2 separate regions of the Mus musculus genome follow, and region 1 is linked to region 2. The links are chromatin contacts, called in public HiChIP or PLAC-seq maps. All regions are on one chromosome and are shown on one strand. The core of a region is the stretch at or near the end of the contact, and the rest is flanking DNA. Distances in the headings are between cores, read along the strand shown.

What was found. HiChIP or PLAC-seq counts read pairs in DNA pulled down with a chosen protein or histone mark.
Region 1: an H3K4me3 HiChIP or PLAC-seq map of embryonic basal ganglia shows a contact between it and region 2, with 2.2 times the contacts expected there. The contact joins two enhancer-like sites. A contact is called at or near these places in 1 of 39 promoter capture datasets (hippocampal neurons), 10 of 484 Hi-C or Micro-C datasets (Sertoli cells, arterial endothelial cells, cranial neural crest and 6 more), 14 of 115 datasets of contacts at active chromatin or transcription factors (astrocytes, differentiating embryonic stem cells, embryonic basal ganglia and 7 more) and 3 of 9 other capture datasets (embryonic stem cells, embryonic tail and embryonic trunk).

Annotation. Positions count from the first base shown.
Region 1 is chr13:94,708,560-94,716,189 of GRCm38.p6, reverse strand. No RefSeq gene overlaps it. Among named protein-coding and RNA genes, the nearest start is that of Gm32351, 9.5 kb to the right of the region's middle. Within about 2 kb of position 5,634, at least 24 of the 459 cell types and tissues checked have an H3K27ac peak or open chromatin away from gene starts, as enhancers often do. A contact at or near this core is called in embryonic basal ganglia, where this site is marked.
Region 2 is chr13:94,573,443-94,581,080 of GRCm38.p6, reverse strand. No RefSeq gene overlaps it. Among named protein-coding and RNA genes, the nearest start is that of Gm32305, 120 kb to the left of the region's middle. Within about 2 kb of position 4,955, at least 38 of the 459 cell types and tissues checked have an H3K27ac peak or open chromatin away from gene starts, as enhancers often do. A contact at or near this core is called in embryonic basal ganglia, where this site is marked.

The sequences.
Region 1 (7,630 bases), core at 4,385-6,884, 130 kb before region 2:
TTATTCTTAAAATATATACAAGTGTTCAAACTCAGACTATACTTTTCAAAAAGAGCTTACAAAGTCCATATGCTCTCTTCTCAGTAGTTACTGTGAGGTATTAATTTATAGTGAATCTATCATAATTAAAAGTCCACTCTAGAGCTGGGAGAGGTACTGGCTGGGTAAACTTGAGGCTCTGAGTCCAGAGACCCGGTTAAGAGACAGGCAGTGCTGGGGCATATATATTGACATATATATGCACACACACATATGCATGCACAAATAAATAACATTTAAAAATCCATATGGTTCTTATCTCCGAAATATACCAGCTTGAGCATTTTAAGAAAGAATTGTTTAGAGTTCTGTTTAGTTCTGAGACAAGAAATTAGTTTTTCTTTCTAAAGAAATCTCAAATGTGGGGTGGGTTATAGCTCTGTGGTTGAGTGCTTGCCTACTAAGCATATAGGACCTTGGGTTCAATTCCAGTAACACACATACACACTCACTCTCTCTCTCTCTCTCTCTCTCTCTCTCTCTCTCTCTCTCTCTCTCTCTCACACACACACACACACACACACACACACACACATACAGAGAGGCATATATACACACAGGAACACACATATGAAGGCACACACATTCACATAGGCACTTGTGTGTGTGGGCACACACACACACACACACACACACACACACACACACACACGTTTCAGGCCCCTCTGCCGAGGCTTAAAGGATGAGGTCTCCATCTGAAGGCCATAGTGACCTGATGGATCAGGTTAGCTTGGATGCTATGATATGCTCCTTTTGCAGGAATCTCAGTTCTTGTGATCAATTTGCCAGGGTTAAAAAAAGAAAATGACTGTGAATTTGAGATTTCTTTTTAGCCAAGAATTTAAAATGTTGGCAATAACGCAGACAGTGGTCACCTGCATGTGAAATGGATATGGTGAAGTGACCAGAAGGAAGAACCCTGTGTGGATGGATGCACACAATGGTGCTCAGGAGAGAAAGATCGGCACACAGGAGTTCTGCCTGGCTTTTGAAGGGATTTAAGAAAATGAGAAATTGAGAAAATTTAACTCAGCCACTGCTTTTGTTGAGTAGTTTGGGGTGGGAGACACTTTAGCTCTGTCAAAATGTCCCGGAATAAACAAAGACTCTGGGCCTATCTCTGAAGAAGAGATTTTTTTAGCTTGGGCTTTTGGTGGATCTACAAACCGGTATGTGTATCTACAAAACTGTATGTATAATTTCTCTGAGTGTGCACATGTGAGTTTTTCTGACCAGCAGGTCTGTGACTTTCATCCCATCTCAATGGACTCCATGATCCTACAGACAAGGCCCTACTTGCTACTCCTGGGTACACTAGAGAATCAAAATAACTGGGTTTGGAGAAATAATAATTAGGGTGGGGTATTCTGCAGCCATTGTCAGGGAGTTGGTTACGAAAACATCTTGCTTTGGGTAGAAAAATTGATCATGGCGAATGAGGACATAAGCAAACACATAGGACATTGTACACTAGGTAGCTATGTCACCTGCCCTGAGATGGAGTGACCAACATGATGGATTATGGGTAGCCAACATGATCATCAGACAAACCCCAGAAAGACCAACTGAGGCAGATCTTCCAGTCAAGAACAAGGAGAACCAATTGTATTTCAAGTCTAGCCTCATCTTCCTCTCAGGAGGTGTCATGGAGAATGGAACCAAGCCCTGTCACGTGCAACTGTCTTCTGACACCAGGCTAGTCCTTCCTGTGTGCACCCCATTAAGATGAACCACCTCACAGAAGCAAGCTTCTCCCTACAAAGCCATGGCATACAGTGTCGCTGTTCACTTCAGCAGACTCTGGTGGAACAGTCATTACTATTATTCCCAGCTCCTGGGATAAGAAGATGAAAAAGACATTCTTAATCCTGAAGCATTCAGGTGTCCGAGGAAGCAGATAGCACAGCAAAGGGGAACAGAAGAGTCCCCACCCAGAAGGGCATGTTTGGAGAGAATGGTTATAGATCAAAGTCAAAAGCAATAGGAAGACTGGGGAGTCTAAGGAAACTTGAAGCTTAATGTCTTGGAAGGAAGAAATCTCTCTCTCTCTCTCTCTCTCTCTCTCTCTCTCTCTCTCTCTCTCTCTCTCTCAATGCTAAAAATGACAATCCCTCTAGCTACGTTGTAAATACGGACTGCCGTAGCTGAGAGTTTTTAGAAATGCGGACACACCCATCCCTGTAATAGGTGCACCTACGTGTGCAGACATATAGGTGCACATATATGTGCAAACGTCCGTCACTGTATCCTTAGCAGTAATTTCCATGTCATTTAAGGACCTGCACTTTCTCCTGTGTGAATTTTTCTGTCCTGTAAAGGAAATGAGTTCACTCAACTACACACTATCAGGCAGGCAGGTAATCAATCAGTGATCACACATATCAGTTCCAGCTGAGTTCCTGTCTATTGCTGAGATGGTTACAATAACCTCTAACTGTACCATGTCAGTAGAAAGGGCCTCTTAGGCGTCAGCACACCAAAGGTTCAGGCAAGGAGGATCAACTGTGCCACTGCCAACAGCAGCCTTCTTTTCCTTCCTCTTTTTTTGTAACGTGTCCTTGTCAGTGGTATTTTTTAAACACAGGCTCTATCCTGTACCATATTTTACTGCTAAAAGCATCTTTATTCTCCAGTTTCACTGATAAGAGGCAATTTTTAAAATGTCATGATGGGAAGTAATTTTTCAAGGTTCTCATGACGGGACATAAAATCAGATTTTAAAATATCCAAAATAAGGCCTGGCTCATCGAGATTGGGGCTTTAATTTGTGCTCTCAGACATCCGGGGAAAGCCCTTTCCCCACCAATATTGTTAAGGGGACGAAGGGAATGTTTTCATCTATTACAGACAATGTAACACCCTTATGTGCCCCCTCCCTGCTTTTCCAGCTAGCCTCTCTATCAAGGAATTTGAGCAAAGCTCGCTGGGGGCATCATTCGGTTAAGAAGTCTGCTTTCCAAAATATGGGAGTAGGTGCAAATAGTTTTACTCATGTCCCTGGGGGTCCTTTGTTCTGAGAGTCCCAGGCTATTGTATTATAGAAGGGGATCTCAGAGAACTGTGTTTTCTTCCTTAGGCACAGGGACAGCTACTAGTGACTGTCAGGTCAGCTTAACTACAGGAGGAACGACCCGAGGGAGGTCCTTCTCCTTCCCAGTAAGAAAGGGGAGAACCAACAGTCTGTTTTGATGTGGCTTTGAGAGTAGAAAGTCTCATTATCAAAGCCATGTTATTTGGGGTCGTATGTGTATTGAGGTAAGATTATAGATTTGGAAAATCAGGTACTCCAAATGTTTATCCCAATTTCCCACTCTAGGAAGTAGAAGAGAAGGCAGAACAGAAAGGATAATTCATTCTTCTCAGAAGCTGGGGAAGTCAAATGCCCTTTACTTTCTAAGTCTTACAACAACAACAACAGTGCCTATGTCATGCAGTGGCTGCCTGGTTAGAAGAGGCAACAAGAACATTTTAGCAAGTACCTGACACACTGTATGTTTTTATTTGATGTTTTGAGACAGAGTTTCTATACTCTGGCCTCAAATTCACTATGGCTAGAGGATGACCGGAAACTTCTGTGTGTGCCACCATGTAGCCCCCAACCTGGCAACAACCCAATGGCATAAGGGGCAGCTTAGCAGTCCACTGGTAGATTTGAGAACCAGCTTGCTTTCTTCATGCCTTCTGGAAATCAGCCCCAGGGCTTTGTGCATGGTTGCTCTGCACCTTACCCACTGAGCTGCATCCTCAGTCAACCTCCATACCATGTTCTTAAATAGGATAAGTTTGAGAATATATGCAAGCTCACAACAGCAAGTGAAAAATTAGCTTCTGAGCAGACATTCTAAAGTGTCAAGAGAACACAATTTGTAGAAAATGGCCTTTGGGTTACACAGGAAACGGAGGAGCCCCAGAAGATCATACCAGGAGTGGCTCTGGGGACACTAACGCCTGGTTGTTGGGAGAACTTGCCCAGGATCTTACTTTAGAAATGTGGGCAGAAGATGACATCCTGGCCTAGGGGGATGGTTGTCAGTTTATAGAGAATACAGGTACCAGTACCAGTAATGGGGAAAAAAGCAGAAATATTTAAAAATCTATTAATTTCTCCCATAATTTGGATAACAAGCTGCCAGAAATAAATATATGTGGTAAGTTTGTAAAGGCTCTTAAAAAAAAAAAAAGCCACGTATTTTCAATTGCAAAAGTGCTATATTTCTCAAAGTGTGGCTCATCTTGAGGTAAGATCATCAGTGTCCAGAAGATGTGTGCTGTCCCACCAAAAGGCAAAACCTGGGCCTTTAAGAAACAAGGAAGGCTCATTTTTCTCACAGAGCAGGTTTGTGTGAGGGATAGAACTTTGAGCTTCCTGGCAGTCAATGCAAAAAGGGGAAAAAGATGTGATCAGGTTCAAAGAAGGAAGCAAACCTTCTCCTTGCCTGAGTTTTAATTCTGAAGTGTAATTGTAACAAGGTTCCTCCAAGAAAAAGCCAAAAAAAGGAACCGAGGGCTTTTCATTGAACAGACAGAAGCCTGGTGGCCATTGTAAGCAGTCTCTAATAGGGAACTCTTATGTCAAAGGTGCTCAGCCCCACAGTGAATAAATAAGTAGGGTTTTTGTTTGTTTTTTTGGTGGTTTTTTTTTTTTTTTTTGGTGTAGACAAAGGCACCCACATTCTGCGTGATGTATGACTCCTCAAATCTAGAGAGAAATAAGCAATCTAGTCTCTTCCTGTTTTTATTTTAGTTAGTTTCTTCTTGTTCTGTTTTCGATTTGGAGGCGGGGAAGGGGCGGGTATCTCAAGTAGTTGGAAAGAACAGCCTCTAGAGACCCTGCCCCTGCCCCTGCCCCTGCCCCTGCCCCTGCCCCTGCCCCTGCCCCTGCCCCTGCCCCTGCCCCTGCCCCTGCCCCTGCCCCTGCCCCTGCCCCTGCCCCTGCCCCTGCCCCTGCCCCTGCCCCTGCCCCTGCCCCTGCCCCTGCCCCTGCCCCTGCCCCTGCCCGGGGGATGGCAGTTAGGCCCCAGCCTGCAGTATCTCTAGGTGACCAAAAAACCCTCCAGGACCTATCTACAATTGCTGCCCCTTAGCAGATCCTGGTTGCCTTTGAGGGGTGGGAACAGTTTCTCCGGTGGGGAACCGGTGCTGCTGGCGAAAGGGGGAGGGGGTATGCAGAACACAGGCTGGTAGCGCGGAAGGAGGCGCGGAGTAGCTTTGTCTTTACACCTCAGCCCCAGAGGCGAGGAGGGGCCGCGGGGCTGCACTTTCTGCAGCCTATGCGAGCAGCGTTTTGCCATGGAAATCTAATTTGACAGAATAGGTAAATAAAATCAACTGTCATCAGCTCCCACTTTATTTACGGGACAAGGTCAATGTTTTTTAAGTACCAACCTAAACAGCTTATTGGAAACGGATTGCAGGAGCACTCGATGAAGGGCGGTTCTAGAAGTTTTGATTTTTTTTTTTAAATAGCCAAATCCGATTATTATTTGCAAAAAAGCGTCCTCGGCGAGCCGAAGCCAATGCCTTAGTGAATAGCCCTGGCGGTCTGCACACCCGGCCGGCTGCTCTGGGGACCCAGCGCTCCCAGCGAAGCGGTCCCTTTCCTGCACCGCGCACGGCTGGGTGCGCACCTGGGCCCGCAGCACCCGGCTCGCGCTCGCCCCTACGGCTGCGTTGCTGCCGTCCTTTTGTTCTGTCGCCTCCTCTTTCCCCTTGGTTGTTGATTATTAGTATTTTCCTAGTTTTCCAAACTAATAAGTGCCACTATCAGGCAGTTGGAGGCTCTGGGAGGCTGCAGGCTTTGCCGTTCGGCCCTAATTGATATTGAACGAGCTGCTGGTAGACGGGAACAGGGCCGCTGCTGGATAATTTGCAGTTTAATCAGCGTTTGTAATGAGAGCGGCTGATTAGGGCTGTTGGAAATAAAAGAGAGTTACAAGGAACGTCTGTCAGAGTCCGGTGATAATTCAGGACTAATTGTGGTGATTAGCGCAAACTGGATGACTTTGGGCTTTGCTAATGCAAAGAGAAACGTGCAGACTCCAGCCAGAGACCCCTCGGAGAACAGTGCCCCGGCTGCGAGCAACTTTGCTGAGCCTTTTTCCTGCGCGGTCCCCAGCGACTCCCCCGGCTTCGGGGAGGTGCAGTGGCCGCCACCACGCGGAACTACAGGGCAGTGACCAGGCAACCCCGCCTGGGTCTGCAGCCTGCCCTAACAGGGTCCCACAGCGCCTTCCTCGGCCGGGTTAGGGCTAGGAACACGCCTCTGGTCACCCCCACCCCAACCCCGGGATCCCATCCGTACCCCTACCACCACCCTGACCGAGGCCATTTTGCTGCAGGGAAGCGAATCTTGTCCCCTCCCAGTCCCCGGCTCCTACAGTCATCCATCACCACACCTCCTCACCGGGAACACCCGAAAGGGCAGAGCTTTCTGGGTTCCCTCTCATCCCATCACCGCCTCTTTTCCTTCCCTCTCTCTTAGTTCTCCGGGCCCTCATCAGACAAAAGAAAGGTTCTGGACACCCGGGTTCCCTAAACTGTGGTCTCTGGTGGGTGTCACCCAGCCCGCACCACTCTGGGCAGATGCAGCCCGTTAAGTGAACTGAGAAGAGCAGAACAGGGCTTATAAACTGCCGGAGTTCTCATTATTGAGGAGTTTCATAACTCTTTAATTCATTTTTAATGATGGCAATAAACATGGTAGTCATTTTGGAACAATAGCTAAAAATCATAGGGCCATTACTGTCCATTAAAACACTGTTTACAGTTCAGCGGGGGTTCACGTGCCCTGTAGTCAATCATATTAGCCCAAGGAGAGATTTATAGGTTGGAAGAACGGGTCTCTTTCTATTCTTTATATAACACAACACTTACTGAGCAAATTGTTTTTTTTTTTTCCTAAATTCACTTGGTTTTTTAATCGTGGGAATGGGGATTAAATAAGGAGGTGTTGCTGGCACCTCATTTCTATTTGATCAATAGATCATCAAGTACTGTAAGTGCCTTATTCACTATCAAATTAAATGAAAAATACTTTAACCCGTGTCCCTAGTGTCAGCAGATAAAGCTAATAATATTTTCTGTTATGTTTCCATTTAAGCTCTTAGGGCTCGGGAGAAGCCAGGTCTTGTGCTGTTTTCTCTCTTACACAGACCCACATACCTACATACGCAGGGTGTTGTCCCCAGCGCAAGAGTGTTTATTGTTTCTGGGAACCTGAGCCTTCTAATTCACACCAACCATTTTCCCATCTTACATGGATACACCTTGGAGCTTCAGAAGGAGATGGCAAAGCTTTAGGCCTCAGGAGCCAGAGGAGCTGCCTACTGGGGGGGGGGGGCTTCTATGAGACCGTTTGCCCTTTTGCTTTGATACCAGTTCTTGGTACAATAATAAATCTAAACGATAGGCCCAAAAGGGACGAATCTCTGATTTCCTAGATTTTTTTTCTATCCTAGATTAGATGTTATCTAATATTTTGCACACAGTCCCTCCCTGCCTTTGCAGCAACTAGCTACCACCCCTCCCCCCACTGCAGATTTAGAACTCTGTAACTATATAGCCTGTATTTTATAGAATACAGAATCCAAAC
Region 2 (7,638 bases), core at 3,706-6,205:
TGTGTGCATGTACATGTCCTGTGTGCCCTGGCACACGTGTGTAGATCAGAGGACAGCTCTCAGGAGTTCGTCCTCTTTCTACCATTGAGGTCCAGGGTTAAAACTTGAGGTGCCAGGTTTGGTGGCCTTTATGTAAGTTGAGCATGGAGCCGTTACCTCTCTCATTGCTATGATGAAATATCCAGCAGAAGCAACTTCCAGCGAGCAAGGGTTTGCTTCGACTCGTGGCTCAAGACGACTATCACGGTGGTGAAGGCACGGTGGTCAGGGCCTGCAGGATGGTTTGTGTCTCACATCTCAGCTGCCCAGGTAGCTGAGCCTGCATAGGACCCTCCAGCCTGTGTCTACCAGAGAGGACCTGTAGCTTGATTTTCTATTGCTGTGAAGAGTCACCATGACCAAGACAACCTAGAAAAGAAACCACTGAACTGGGGGCTTGCTTACAGTAAGGCCACGGCCATTGTGGTGGGGAGCACGGAAGCAGGCAGGCAGTCATGGCGCTGAGCAGTAGCTGAGAGCTCACATCTGATACAAAAGTTGGAGGTAGAGAGAGCCAGAGACTTGGCCTGGTGTGGTCTCTCATCCCAGCCCCAGGACATAGCTTCCCCAACAAGGCTACACCTCCTAATCCTTCTCAAAACAGCCTACCAACTAAGGACCAAGCATTCAAATACAAGAACCTATGGGGGCCATTTGTGTTCAAACCATCACATCCATGTCCCAAAAGTTTCTACAACTTCTTAAAGTAGGGGCCATTAACTGGAGACCAAGTATCGAAAACTATGAATCTGGCAGGAACATCTCACTTCCAGCCCACAACCCACTGTTGCTTCTGTTCCAATCTGAGGCCCCCCAAAGATGAAACAGCACAGAATCAGACCGAAGGAGCCCACCTCATAGGTGATCTGAGGGCCTGTGTATATTCTGACTTACAGTTCCAACCCTGGAACACACAGAGCATTAGCTAAGAATGTGGGCATTTTAGCAATGGGTTATGAGAATCATCCAGAATCGAGCCCAATAAAGAGGCCCAATATTTATGACACTTTAAAGCCTCGCCCATTACTGCGCAGAGCTCCCCTCGATTGCTTGACTGCAATCCGTTCCACTGTCTCCGTGGGATTTTATACATCTGAGTTAAAAAATAATGCGGCCTGCAAGTAGAAAGTTAAAGACCATGGCGGGGCCCATTAGAATAACATTACGCGACTTTATTCCCTGCACTTAGTTTGTCAATTGCTAATTATTTCTTTTTTCCTATGCAACAAAATAGAAGCCATAAAAATCTCTGATTTAATGAAAACTTCTTTACCAAATAGGTCCTCCAACTCTGCTGAGGTAATTTATCTACCTCAGTAGGCGATGACCTTTTGTGAGTCAGGAGTCATTCTTCACTCCTAATGAGGTGAACCCCGATGCCAACCCACCTCTGCACAGCCCCTCCCGGACCCCCACCCCTGACCCCCACCTCCTCCCACTGCAGCAGGCAGGGCTGCTCCTGTACCTGGCCTGTCACCTTCTCCAAGGCTGTACCTAGGTCCCCACAGTAAACCCACCTGGGAAGGAATCTACTCCCTTCCCCTGAGCTCTGTTCTTGTCTAAATGGCCCTGAGGAAAATGGAGTTGCAGGTGGAAGATGCTAACAGAAGTTTCATTATGGTCTGGGAAGAACACATTTCCTGGTGATTTGACAGACAGGTCTCAGTTATTGGAAAAGTTGGCAGGTTCTCTGACCATTGTTTTGGGCTCCCCATCTTAGCAGTTAGAGCGGCAGCCTCTAGGAGCCATGCTGTGGGTCCGTGGTCTCCAGGGAATTCTGAGGGAAGAGTCAACTGCGTAGTTGTGAACTGTGATGTATAATACTGACTGTCTACTTTAACCTGAATTATGACTTATAGTGTATTACTAATTACATACATGGCTCACTAGTTATGCTTGAATATTTATGGCTGTTCGGTACCAACATATTAGCTGCATACAAAATATATCTGAGAAGTGTAAGATAAACAATAAAAGGACTAGTGCTTTCAATATTTTCTTCCTTCTCACATGCGGAATTCTTATATATTTTCCTGATTTCTGGGGCTTCAGAGGGAAAAATACCATGTTCTTATTTTGGTCCAGTGGTGGTCCCCACAAAGGCCAGAAAGAATGGGAATAGAGTTTGAGGCTATGTGGCCTTCCACTGGGCTCTTTCCAGCGTATGGCTAGGGGTGGAGACTGGGAACTGCTTGAAGAACAAGGTGTCTTCTCTCACTTCATCTCAGCCTTGCAATGTTTTTTCCATGCTGCAAATGGATAGCTATAAAATTCCTTCCAGAATGTTCTATGATTCCACTTTCAAAATATGTGGCCATGATGGGATGGTCAAGCTATAGGTCTACCCGGTGTAGGTCTGGATTGAAGGCATGTGACTGTGACTTGTATCTGCACCTCTGGGGACAGCCTGTGACTTCCATACAGGCCCCACATAGGGGAGAGCCTGTCCTTTCCCATCAAATGTCAGAAAGAAACTGGAGGTGGTGTTCCATGCTGCCTTACCCAGAGGAACATTCCACGGAAGTGCCAGGCAAGATGCTTGCAAAGGTAGGCAGACATGATGGAAGGCCACAGAGCAGCACCAGGCAGACACGTGCCCGTCTGACTTCTTCCTCCATCATGCCTGCACAGCATAAGACAGAGTGGGAAACAGAACAAATTCAACCTCTGAATGCTTACTCAAGTTATCTTAGTGTATACATTCCTGCTAATTAAATGGCACTGTCTTTAAATGAGTTTGAGTTCATGTAGCCAATAAAGAGGCCCAATATAGATAACCTTATAGATAAAACTACAATTTTTATTCAGGCAGTAGAAAAAAAAACCAATTCTTTCTAACAGGGTATTTCCTCATAGACCTTGATAGTCCCAGTGAAATTCAAGTAAGAGTCAGAGGAAGGGTTGTGTGGGGCTTTCAAAGTGGTGTATTTAGTGAATGAAATCCCTGGATGACTTTCTGCTTTGGAAACCAGCAAGCCATCAAGAACACTAAGTTCTGGAGGGGTTCCTTTTAGGGAAATCATCTTCTGAAGAAAGTAGAGAATCAGCTTGTTCGGAGGTCAATGAATCCGTTTCTATTTGTATATCTGCTTGAGGCTGGTAACTGGGACTCACCAAGGGAAGGCACTGCAGTTGAGCCACTCATTGTCAGCAGAGGGATGTCTGTCTTAAATCTGTCAGGATGGGCCTGTGGCCACTTCTGCAAAAAACCCTTGGGGACAAAATTTATTGTTGTACCTCAATAGCTTTCTGTTCACCTCCAAACCAGGGGCCCCAGGTCATGCTAACGACTGCAGAGAGACAAAAACACTCTATATTTTATTAAACAGGCCCCCTTAATAATTAATCAAATGTGAAATTTGTTTCCAATCAGCAGCACTAACTCTAAAGTGTTGGTTCCCCTTCTTCCCCCCCCCCTTTTCCTTTTAAATACCCTCTGTGGATTCCTCCTGCTGCAAAGCAACGGAGTAGAAAAAGCCCGATTTATGACTTGACTTTTTAAACTATAATCACCCCTCTGGGCTTCTTATGGAGAAGGGATGGGGGATTCTGCCAGATAAACACGTAAGCATCTGTTCCCAGGTCCACTGCAGTGGGGTGGGGATTTGGATTGTGCATGAGACCACTGCATGCTGCACTGCATGCTGACCTTGCCATGGAGGCCATACATGGGCATGGCGCCTCTGACAACCCCAGTGCAACACACAATGCAAAGGAGCAAAGAGCTGAGTAAGATCACCTTTCTTCATCCCCACCTAGGCTAAGGAGGGGCCTGGTGGGACTGGGGCCTCACCCCAGGCCCATTTCAAAGCTGGTAACAGAGTTGCAGGATTGTTGACAGACCAGCTTCCAAGACAGTGGAATCTTGGGGAGTTCCAGCCCAAGGCACTGACAGATTAACACTAGGAAGAGGACACCGCTGACAGATTAATGTCAGAGAGGGGACACTGTAAGCCGCTCTGCTGACCTGTCATTACTGAAAGGTCAGAGAGAACGCAGGGTGGTTTAACAGCTGCTGTCGAGGCCATTCCACCTGAATGTGTAAGCTGCGCGGAGCTAGGCTGTGTGGGATGCGCGTGGAGGTGGGTTGTTGAAGAGTTTCTGGGGTGTAGGAAGGTAGGAGGGGCACACAGCTGAGAGTTCAAAGCCAGGTGACTGGGAAAGCCAAGCCGGGCAGCAGGGCCGGCCTGGGTATGCATGGAGGAGCAGTAACTGCTGGCGGCGTCGATATTCTCCCCCTGAGCACTAATTACATTATTAAGCAAACAGAGCAACACAGGTCTGAAGGATGGAAACATGCGCTCAGAATCCAGCCACTCTCCGCCTCGCTGTGAACAGCCGGGTCGTGTGAAGCAGGGCTCTTGCCAACCAAGTGAGCTACCTACCAGCCGCTTCCCTTCACTTGCTATACGCTTCAGAAGAGAAACTACTACTGTCTTCTAGGCAGGCCATGCCAGAGGCCTGCCTCCCCTCCCCCGCCCCCCCCCCCCCCCCCCCGATCCAGGAGACACTGCTTGGGCAGCAGTGGGAACCTTCCTGGTGGAGATTCAGGACTCACATGGGTTCACTCTCATTCAGGGAGACACATGGGTTTCAAAAGTGGCAACTTGCATTTTCTTGGCTGCAAAGAGCATGCATTTTGCTAATTAGACCTTTGCAAGACACTAGAACCCAAGCCTCCTTTGATCGTCCTAAATCCAGTCTAAAGAGGTGGGTGTAAACACGGGATTGGAAGAAACCAGCAACAACATGGAAAGGATTTGTCTGGGATGGGAATAAATCTGTTTTTTAAAAAGGGGGGTCTAAGAGTGGGGCTCGCAGAAGGAAATCTGCAGCAGGCTGAGCGGCCGGGTGAATGGCAGAGAGAATAGAGGCTATTTGAATTCTGATGCGGTCCTTACTTTCTTCCATTTCCATTAATGACATGCTCATCAAGGGCAAACAATGGGACCGGCTGCCGGCGCCTGTCACAGTGTGTGGGTGCTGGGATGCCAGGCTGTCATCCCAGGGCTGCATTTAGAGACCTGCACGCTAATAAGAAGTGCTCTGTGCCGTCAATGCAGACAGGTGCTTCCTCGGCTGGGCCATGCTCCATTCTCTTCCCCCCTGAAGCCTTCCTCCCCCAGACCCCCTGACAGACACCATGAAATGCACAAATTAACAGCCCCATCATGTTGGGCTGCCGCTGCCTGCGGTGAAAGCAGAAAATCAAGTTGTCACCCAGGGTGCATTGATAAAGCCACAGCCTCATTTCTCTGTTGGTGCCCTATAATAGCAAGTGCCAGACAGCTGGCGGGATGCGAGGCTTTAGATTAAGGCCTCCGGGCACTCTGGCCAGGGAATTAGTAGTTGCTGCTTCCATGTGGAAATTCTGGAACAAACATCTGGAGGGAGCAAAGTTTCCTGGAGCAGAAGCCTCCTTCACCCCTTGCAGACAGACAGGAGAGAGCCAGGTCGGGCATTTCCTTTCAAAACCAATAGCTAGCCCAACTCCCTAAGCTCCCAACTTTGAATCTGCTTAGAACTTTACTAAGCAGACTTGGAGTGGGTGATGGCAAAGAATCCAACGGTCCACACTGCTGCTCTTGAATGCAGAGACGTCCCAGGTCCTCGGGCTCCAGCAGGTCCAACCAGCAGGTCCTTCCCCCTGAGTTAAAGGACTTTCTAACATGAATTCTGGCACTGCCTGAGTCCACTACCTAAACCTTCCCTCCAACTCCAGACGGGTCTGCTCTGTGCTAGACATCTGAACAGATCTAAGCTACATCTCAGGAAACATCAGATTCCAACCACCTTGGCCTCCGGGCTCTTTAGCCACTGGCTCTTGGTATATGGTGACCTGTGCCAGCCCGGGTTGACATTTGTTCTGGTCAAGTGTGCAGAGGAAAGACATGGGGGCCTCAAGCCCTTCAGACTCCAAGGAGTTTAATGACATAATGGCCTGAGAACTTCAACATAAAACAGGAAGAGCTACTAAGGAAACTTACAGCATAAAACCCCCCTCCTGTCACTTTTATAGAATCAGTAAAACACTCTATTGAATTTATGAGTTACATAATGACTATGGAGACTGTACCTGGAATTAGAACCAACTCACAAGTCTCAACTATAAACCCTTCTCTATCTTTACCCCAACCCTCCAGCCTCCCTGGCCTCCCCCTCTAACTCAGGGGCACTTCCTTCTTCAAACTCAGGCCTGAGCTAGCTTCCATCTTGCTAGTAAATGCGGCCTTCTTCCAGCATGCCAAAGCTGACAGGACTCCAGGGGTAGGGCTGTTCCATTTTAGAGCTTCAGATGAATTCTGGAAAACAAACCTGTAAGTCTTTTCTTTGCATAAAGTCTGTCAAAGCGAGAGATCTCCAAGGACACACATAGGCTGTCTCATTATCTGTAACTCCGTGTGGTAATGACCTTTCCAAAATAAGAGTTTACCCAACGCTTACAAGTTTGTGAAGTGCATCTGCAGCCGGGTACACGGCAAGGGAGTGTGGGGTCTGGTCAAGTTTCTAATGAGCGGAGGAGGTGGGGTGCCCATCCGTCCACTAAGCACGGTGTTTTACTCTATTTTCTGTTTCCATCTCACTCCATAAGTCTCTCTGTTCCCCAAGGATCCCTCTGAAGGGATAATAAAATAAAATGGGTGAAACAAAGCCATAAGCCAGTTAAGTCTGAAAGACATGTCATCTCATCTAAAAGGAAGAAACGGGCCATTTCCATGCCTAAGGCTGACAGCAACGCCTGAGCTGGCAACAGTGCTATTCCACTTGATTTATAGAATAATGGGGTGACAAATGATGACAAAAATAAACTTTTACTGCACTGAACTGCTCCTTTATTTATGAAATTTGGCCAAGTAGTGAAATCTTTTATCTGCAAGTTGTAACATGGAGCGGGAACGAGCGATTATGTGTGGTGATAGTAACCCTGTGATGGAGCCTGAGCCCGCTGGAAATGGATTGGGGTAAAATAACTACTGCACCATGATAAATGTGAACAGCTCTTTGCTGACAGATGATCTAACAGGTGTTCATAACAACTATATAAGAGGATTTATTTATGACCAGCCACAGCCGCAGCTCTGTAAATCAACTCCAACAGCTGCACTCCACTGAAACCAGGTCCCTGATGGGGGAACGGAGCGGAAGCCCAGAGAACACAATTCACTCCAGAATCTTAATCATCAAATAACATTTTTTTTAGGTAATTACACCACCACATAGAAATCATGATTACTTTCAATTAGAAATCTGAGCTGTCCATAACTTTGTTTACAAAATATTGGTATTTAGGCTGGGTAGTCTTGATGAAGCCTGAGGCCCATGAAGACACTGGGGCCAAGGGAAGAGCACCGTGGGAGGGTGACGTGATTCTGTGTGAGGCCCTTCACACTAGCTTCTGGTTTTAAAAAGCTCAGAACTCAGACAGGCGCTGGAAGGATACTGGGTTTTTCAGCATCCTCTCCAGCAGCTCGCCCTCACCGCTGGCAGCACCGTCTCCTGGCAACCACTCCTCCTACCATACACAGTTCATAGCCAAAGATAAAGATGCATAAGAAAGCGAGCTCACCAGCAAGTGGGGTACACTAGACTGAGGGTCTG